Linked DNA regions of Sus scrofa: region 1 is linked to region 2. The links are chromatin contacts, called in public Hi-C maps. All regions are on one chromosome and are shown on one strand. The core of a region is the stretch at or near the end of the contact, and the rest is flanking DNA. Distances in the headings are between cores, read along the strand shown.

The links. A called contact is a pair of places that touch in the nucleus more often than the background predicts.
Region 1: a contact with region 2 is called in a Hi-C map of fetal heart ventricle, with 6 times the contacts expected there. The contact joins two enhancer-like sites. A contact is called at or near these places in 2 of 47 Hi-C or Micro-C datasets (fetal heart ventricle and heart right ventricle) and 1 of 2 datasets of contacts at active chromatin or transcription factors (alveolar macrophages).

The regions. Positions count from the first base shown.
Region 1 is chr1:40,994,623-40,997,762 of Sscrofa11.1, reverse strand. All of the region lies in intron 1 of GJA1 (gap junction protein alpha 1), which reads left to right. Among named protein-coding and RNA genes, the nearest start is that of GJA1, 5.9 kb to the left of the region's middle. Within about 2 kb of position 1,277, at least 9 of the 83 cell types and tissues checked have an H3K27ac peak or open chromatin away from gene starts, as enhancers often do.
Region 2 is chr1:40,626,567-40,629,611 of Sscrofa11.1, reverse strand. The region is part of intron 1 of LOC110260218 (a long non-coding RNA gene); the gene reads right to left. Among named protein-coding and RNA genes, the nearest start is that of GJA1, 370 kb to the left of the region's middle. Within about 2 kb of position 1,536, at least 11 of the 83 cell types and tissues checked have an H3K27ac peak or open chromatin away from gene starts, as enhancers often do.

The sequences.
Region 1 (3,140 bases), core at 28-2,527, 370 kb before region 2:
TCAGGGTGCTGTGGGGCAGAGTATTAAATAGAATAGATGTTTACATGGAATACGTTTGATATACTATAGAGTTAAGCTAACTGCCCAGGTATAAGGAAGCAAAGTTTGTGTATATTATCTGATGAAGTGGGAATATATATTTTCTGTGGTACCTGATTCAAATTGCTTAACTGCCTACCCACACTCAAACTATATGGAGATACTGTATTAACTGGGGTTGATATCAGCTGGTACTGTTCCCTTCAGAGCCCTAGTCTTACCCCAAGATTTATCATTCTTGAGATAAACACAAGTATTAACACATTATTTCTTCCATTGCAAGACACTATGGTGTTCTTTACTCTCAGCGATTGTGGTCTCGTCAAAATTAGAATATGGTAGAACTGTGATATGACAACACAAGTTTGTTGTTGTTTTAAAATAAAACAGCGTAATAGTAAGATTGAATAAAGATCTATGATAGCTGATGCAGTTCTGCAAAATTCCAAAATCGCTATTACCTTGTCTAATAAATTCAATATGCTCTTTGTTAAATAGGCTTTCCTTAATTCAGTCATATCATCTGCTCAGGAATCCTTTAAAGCATGTTGTTTCAACAGACAGTTCTCTGTTTCAGCAATTATCACTTGACAATGTATGTCTAATACAAGACACTGACAATCCCACTTTTTTTCTGTGAAAGTCCCTTTTTTTTTTTTTTTTTGTCATTTTGTCTTTTTACGGCCGCACCCATGGCATATGGAGGTTCCCAGGCTAGGGGTCTAATTGGAGCTGTAGCCATCAGCCTACACCAGAGCCACAGCAACGCCAGATCTGAGCTGCATCTACAACCTACACCACAGCTCATGGCAACACTGGATCCTTAACCCACTGAGCAAGGCCAGGGATTGAACCCGCAACCTCATGGTTCCTAATCGAATTCTTTAACCACTGAGCCACCACAGAACTCATGAAAGTCCCTTTTTAATTAATTTTAAAGTTCTGAAGTTTGGGATATGTAACTATAATGAAGAGCATCCCAAAGAGGTAGTGAACAACAAAACTGGTGAAACCTGGTGCCTTTTTTGTACAAATCCAATTTAATTAATTCAATAGATATTTATGCATTATCTCTTACTGTTTTAAACCTTGGTGATACAGAGGTGGACAAAAGAAACTCCCTCAGTCACAGAAGTCACATTCTAGTTGAGGGAAGCAGATAGTGATAAATCCTTGTCATGAAGGCAGACAGACAATAAACAGGTATTTATATAATATGTCGAGTAGAGCTAAGGGCCATTAAAAAACAAAAAAAGGACAAGGAATATAACAAATGATGTGCTTAGAGTACAGGCTGATGAGGTGAGATCAGAGCGAACTACAGGGATGGAGCAGAGCTGATCAGGGCAGCTCAGCTTGTTTGTTAGTTTCTTTCAAGATTGACCACTTGAAGAGAGTAGATTGGCAAGCAGGGTAACTAGGCTCTTGTAACCTAAAGACAGGTGATGATGACTGAGATCAGACTAAGAGCAGAAGTGGTGAGACTCATAGTCTGTTTGGGGGGAAGATAAAGCCTATGGTATTTGCTGATATATTGAATGTGGGTTATGTTAATTATGTATGGGTATAAATATTACCAAAAGAACATCTGGCTGTTGTAACTATAGAGGAATGGTCACAACTGAGCCTGCTCAGAGACATTTACTGTAAGGGAGAGGTGTTCTTACAAAAATTAAAGAAAAACTTGAGGATTTACAGATTAGTTTTGAGGCTTATAATTTTTCGGTTTTAGGATGTTAGAAACACATACTTGGCACTTCCCTTTCCCTTCAAAAAAAAATCCATTAAATTATTTTATCAGGAAACAATCCTATTTGCCTTTTTTTTTTTTTTTTTTGTCTTTTTGCCTTTTCTAGGGCCGCTCCTGCGGCATATGGAGGTTCCCAGGCTAGGGGTCGAATCGGAGCTGTAGCCACTGGCCTACACCAGAGCCACAGCAACGCCAGATCCATAACCCACTGAGGGAGGCCAGGGATTGAACCGTCAACATCATGGTTCCTAGTCGGATTTGTTAACCACTGAGCCACAATGGGAACTCCCTATTTATCTTTTTTTATTTTAATTCCCCAGTCAGCTGTTTATAGTGTCTCTTCTTGGGAGAATCTTTAAAATTGAAAGTAAAGTATTTTGCAATTCTGCTAATGATTATGGGAACATTAGCAACACAGGGACTTGACTGTACCTTTGGCATGGTGATTTGTTTATAAGGATCTGGAAAGGAGGACAGTCAAAAGGACTTTAAAATTGAAGGTTTCTTTTCATTTTGAATAAAGCATTTGCGTCCTTGTGCTTCTTGGGGAGCAGCCAGGGGAGATGGAGGGATGAGGGGTGGTGAAGAGTGAGCTCAGTTTCCAGGAGCTCAGAGAGCCACTGCTCCTCACACTGACACCCCTGCCCCCAGCCCCATCCCCTTGGTGTTTTTAGATACTTTGTCCCTTTTTGCTCTCCTGACATTTTCACACATATTTCACACATATTCACATTGTGAATAAGAGAGAGAGCACCAAAAAGTTTCCAGAAACCTTTGCCTCTTGGCCTAAAACTTTACTTCCGTATCACCCGGTGCATTTGTTTAAAAAAAGAAGAGAGAAAAAAGTGATTTCCCAGCCATTCTTCTCTCTCTCCCTACAACCCCATCGTATTCATTCAAATTGGTGAGTGCCAGAAATGCATGTTTTTAGCAAATACTGTGAAGGGATGGTGATGCTGTTCAGGAAACACTGAAAAGTTTCCAGAGCGTCCTTGGGCAGGTCACACTTGGAGTGCCTGTGCTTTTTAGCCTGTAGTCTAGAGGGCCGTGAAGAGCAGTGGAAAATGTGATCTAACGTGGTCATGGGGAACACAAGAAGGACAGTTCAGCTGTTGTCAGGCATTTGCTCCTAATGAGAACTTTGTGCAGCCCTTTAACCTAGAACTTAATCTACGTATAAAGTTTCACCTTGGGAACCTAGAGGTGAAGCCATGAATATACAGGGTATATGCTCAGCTGTCGTGATTTTCTCATGTATCCGCTAAGGAATAATTACCTATTTAACCTGGTGTATGTGAATGAGGTATATAGTCTGTAAATCAATGCTAGGGATTCTGTAGCATGAAATTAT
Region 2 (3,045 bases), core at 287-2,786:
GAAATATTAAGTCCTTGAAGTTATATACAGTTTTAGCAAGAACTCAAGGAATGTTCTTATTTTTTAAACTAATGGACAGTTATTAAGAAGCACAATGCAGCCCAAATATATTTACTTTAACTGAAAATGTACTAAAATCATTGGATTCAGATTTTCCTTACTCCAAGGGTGATTATACAGAGTTTAGCTTGGGCTTAGGGGTGAGGGAGTGTATGTTGAAGAACTCACCTATATCAACGCTTGTTCTCATCTCAGTTTCTCTGAAAAGTTGGGGTAATAATATTTCTGAACTCTGTTGTAAGAGGTAGTAGATGATCCATGAAACATACTCAGAACTATGCCTGCTCAGAGCTTGCAGGTAAGAATATTAGCAATTCAACACTGGAACAGGTTAGTCAACAGAATCTTGTGAACATATATTTTTCTAATTTTTAATGGATTTTGAATAATATGTCCTTTCATCTTGCAGTACACGATTGAACATTTAAGAAAAAACCTAAATCATACTTAACTCAGAACCATAGTTCCCAGACTTTCATCTTACTGCTCTTTCTGGCACACTTAGTCTTCATGATTTAATTCAACATTAAGAGCTCTTTCATGCTCGCTCTTGTTTTACAATTGCCAAGTCACTTAAAGTATTAATCATATGCCTTTATTATGTTTATTAGCTTTGTATCTCTGTGATCTCTTAGTATGAAGATTTTTTTCCTCTGTCATTTTAATAATCTATCCAAACTCCGAATCACAAGTTTAAAACTATAAAATTGACATGATCAAGTACAGAAAGAAGAAAGCCATTAAGCCAAATGAGCATTAACAAATGGCTCTAAATCCCCATGCTGCCCTGTAGTCAGTGTGACCTTGAGTAAATCACTCATGATTCCTTAGTTTAGCTTCCTCATCTGTAAAATAAAGATCATAATATCTGTCAGACCTTCCTCCAAGGGCACTGTGAAGTAAGATATTATATGTGAAAGCCCTCTATAAACTCTATAGTCTGGGAGTTTGAGAGCTTGTTTATCCAAAACTTCATGGTGAGGTAAGTGAAAGCCCTCTATAAGCTGTATGGTGCATTTGCTACACGTGACATTGCATGAGAGCTTATTTATTTAATTCTTCACAATGGAGGCACTTTGGTGTGATTTGGGGTTTTGCACTGTTGTAGAGGCTTTCTAAGAATGATAGCACACAACACTAAGCAGAATCTAATAAAGATTCAATCAGTGGTTTCACGGGTTGTACTGTAGGTGTCCAGAGAAGGAAATGAGACCTGGGGACTGGCTGGGCTCTTTAGAAAACATCTACAGAGAGGTGCGTTTTTTACTTTACCATTGAATATTGGGTAAGATTGAAATAAACCGAGGACAGAAGTGAGGGGGTTCCAGATGGAGGAACAACTTGAGAGAAGATCCAGAGTAACAGTATATGGAAGCAGAAGAGCACAGAGGCTGAACAATGGACTGATTTGGATGCAGCGATCCCTTCCTGTAGAAAGCAGTGGGAGATGAAACTGGTGAGAGTGAGGGAGTCTCAATGGAATGCCGAAAGAATGATGCGCTTTGTTTACACAGCACATTTAAAAGGAAGGCCACTGAAGGGTTTTAGAGCAGGAAGAGTGATGTGGTAAAAACTGTGAATTCTAGCTTCAGACAAACCAATTTCGAATCCAAATTGGCCTCTTAGCCAATATTTTCTTAGGCAACATTTACTGGACGTGCATGGTGCAGTGGGAAAAGTGTGGGTCTCGGAGTCAAGGGAGGGCCTTTGGAATGTGAGGTCTCTTTTTTGGACCTACCTTTCAGCCAGCGTGGCTGGCAAAGCCATCGTCTTTTATCCTGGCTCTTTCTCACCACTTCTGGAACCATTTCTGCCACTTTTTATTTCATCGAATTTCTATCAGTGTTCTTCTAGGTTACGAGTGCAAAACAGGTTACAACATGTTTTCTCCTAAAAGCCCTCAGAAAAGTTTCAAACTACCCTGCCTGCTATTAATTCTTTTTCCATTCCACTATTGCTCAATCTCCTTTAGTTGATCACATTGCCTTTCAGCAGAGAGTATTACTACATCACAATTAGAAGCATATGATTAGATTTTAATGACCATTTCCTGTCCAGATTCATCATTAAAAGGGCCTTTGTCACTAACAAATTCTAACTCATATTTAATGCTATTTTAACATCACATGTGTTTTCATTATTTAAAATTATCTTAAGTCAGGCTTATGCAGTGAGTTTGAAAATCATCTTTGCATCTACAGAGGCTTATATCAATCACATCTTTGGCGAGAAAGAAAAATACTCAGTTCTGAAGCTATTGGTGTGTCCCCTATTGATTATTAAGGTACTGACATGCTAGCAGCAAGATTTTTCTTTCCTTTTCTTCCATTTTTTTAACTAGGGAAAATAAAATCATTCTACCCCTCAACTCTCCTTTTTCAAAACTGGAAAACAGGAATGAACTTAAGTTTTCACCTAGTCTTTGATTTTTATCTCGGCTTCTAGAGAGGGGTAGAAACCTGACAAATGTAGATTTGGAATGAACATTATTTAAATCACTCTCCACAAAACCTAACTAGTAGACAAAGGACATATCTGTGCCAACTGCTAAGTCAACGGGAGGACTACACAGAGGGTCAACAAAGTTATCAACAAGGTATCCATCCCACTGAAGGATGAAGTGAAAATATGGGTAGTCTAACATGGCCACCCTAGAAAAACAAGGATCACAATTTCTAAGTTTCTATTTATTTCTCTTGCATAGACATGGGATATGACTTGAGGTAAGCTGTCTTACCTTCAAGAATGTGTTCATATTTTACTTTTCACATTGTAAAATGATATAGACACTCTATGTCCCAAATAATAATGATCTCTCTAGGGAGCAAACATTAAACAATGGTAAAAATGCCTGATGGTGATTTATGAGACTGGAAAGCTTGAAAATCTCATTGCCATCTCAGTTTTAAATTGTTATAAAATAAGAACAGGCTTGGAACACTGTTACGATGTATTTATTCCCTATGCCTGCACATCAGTAACATC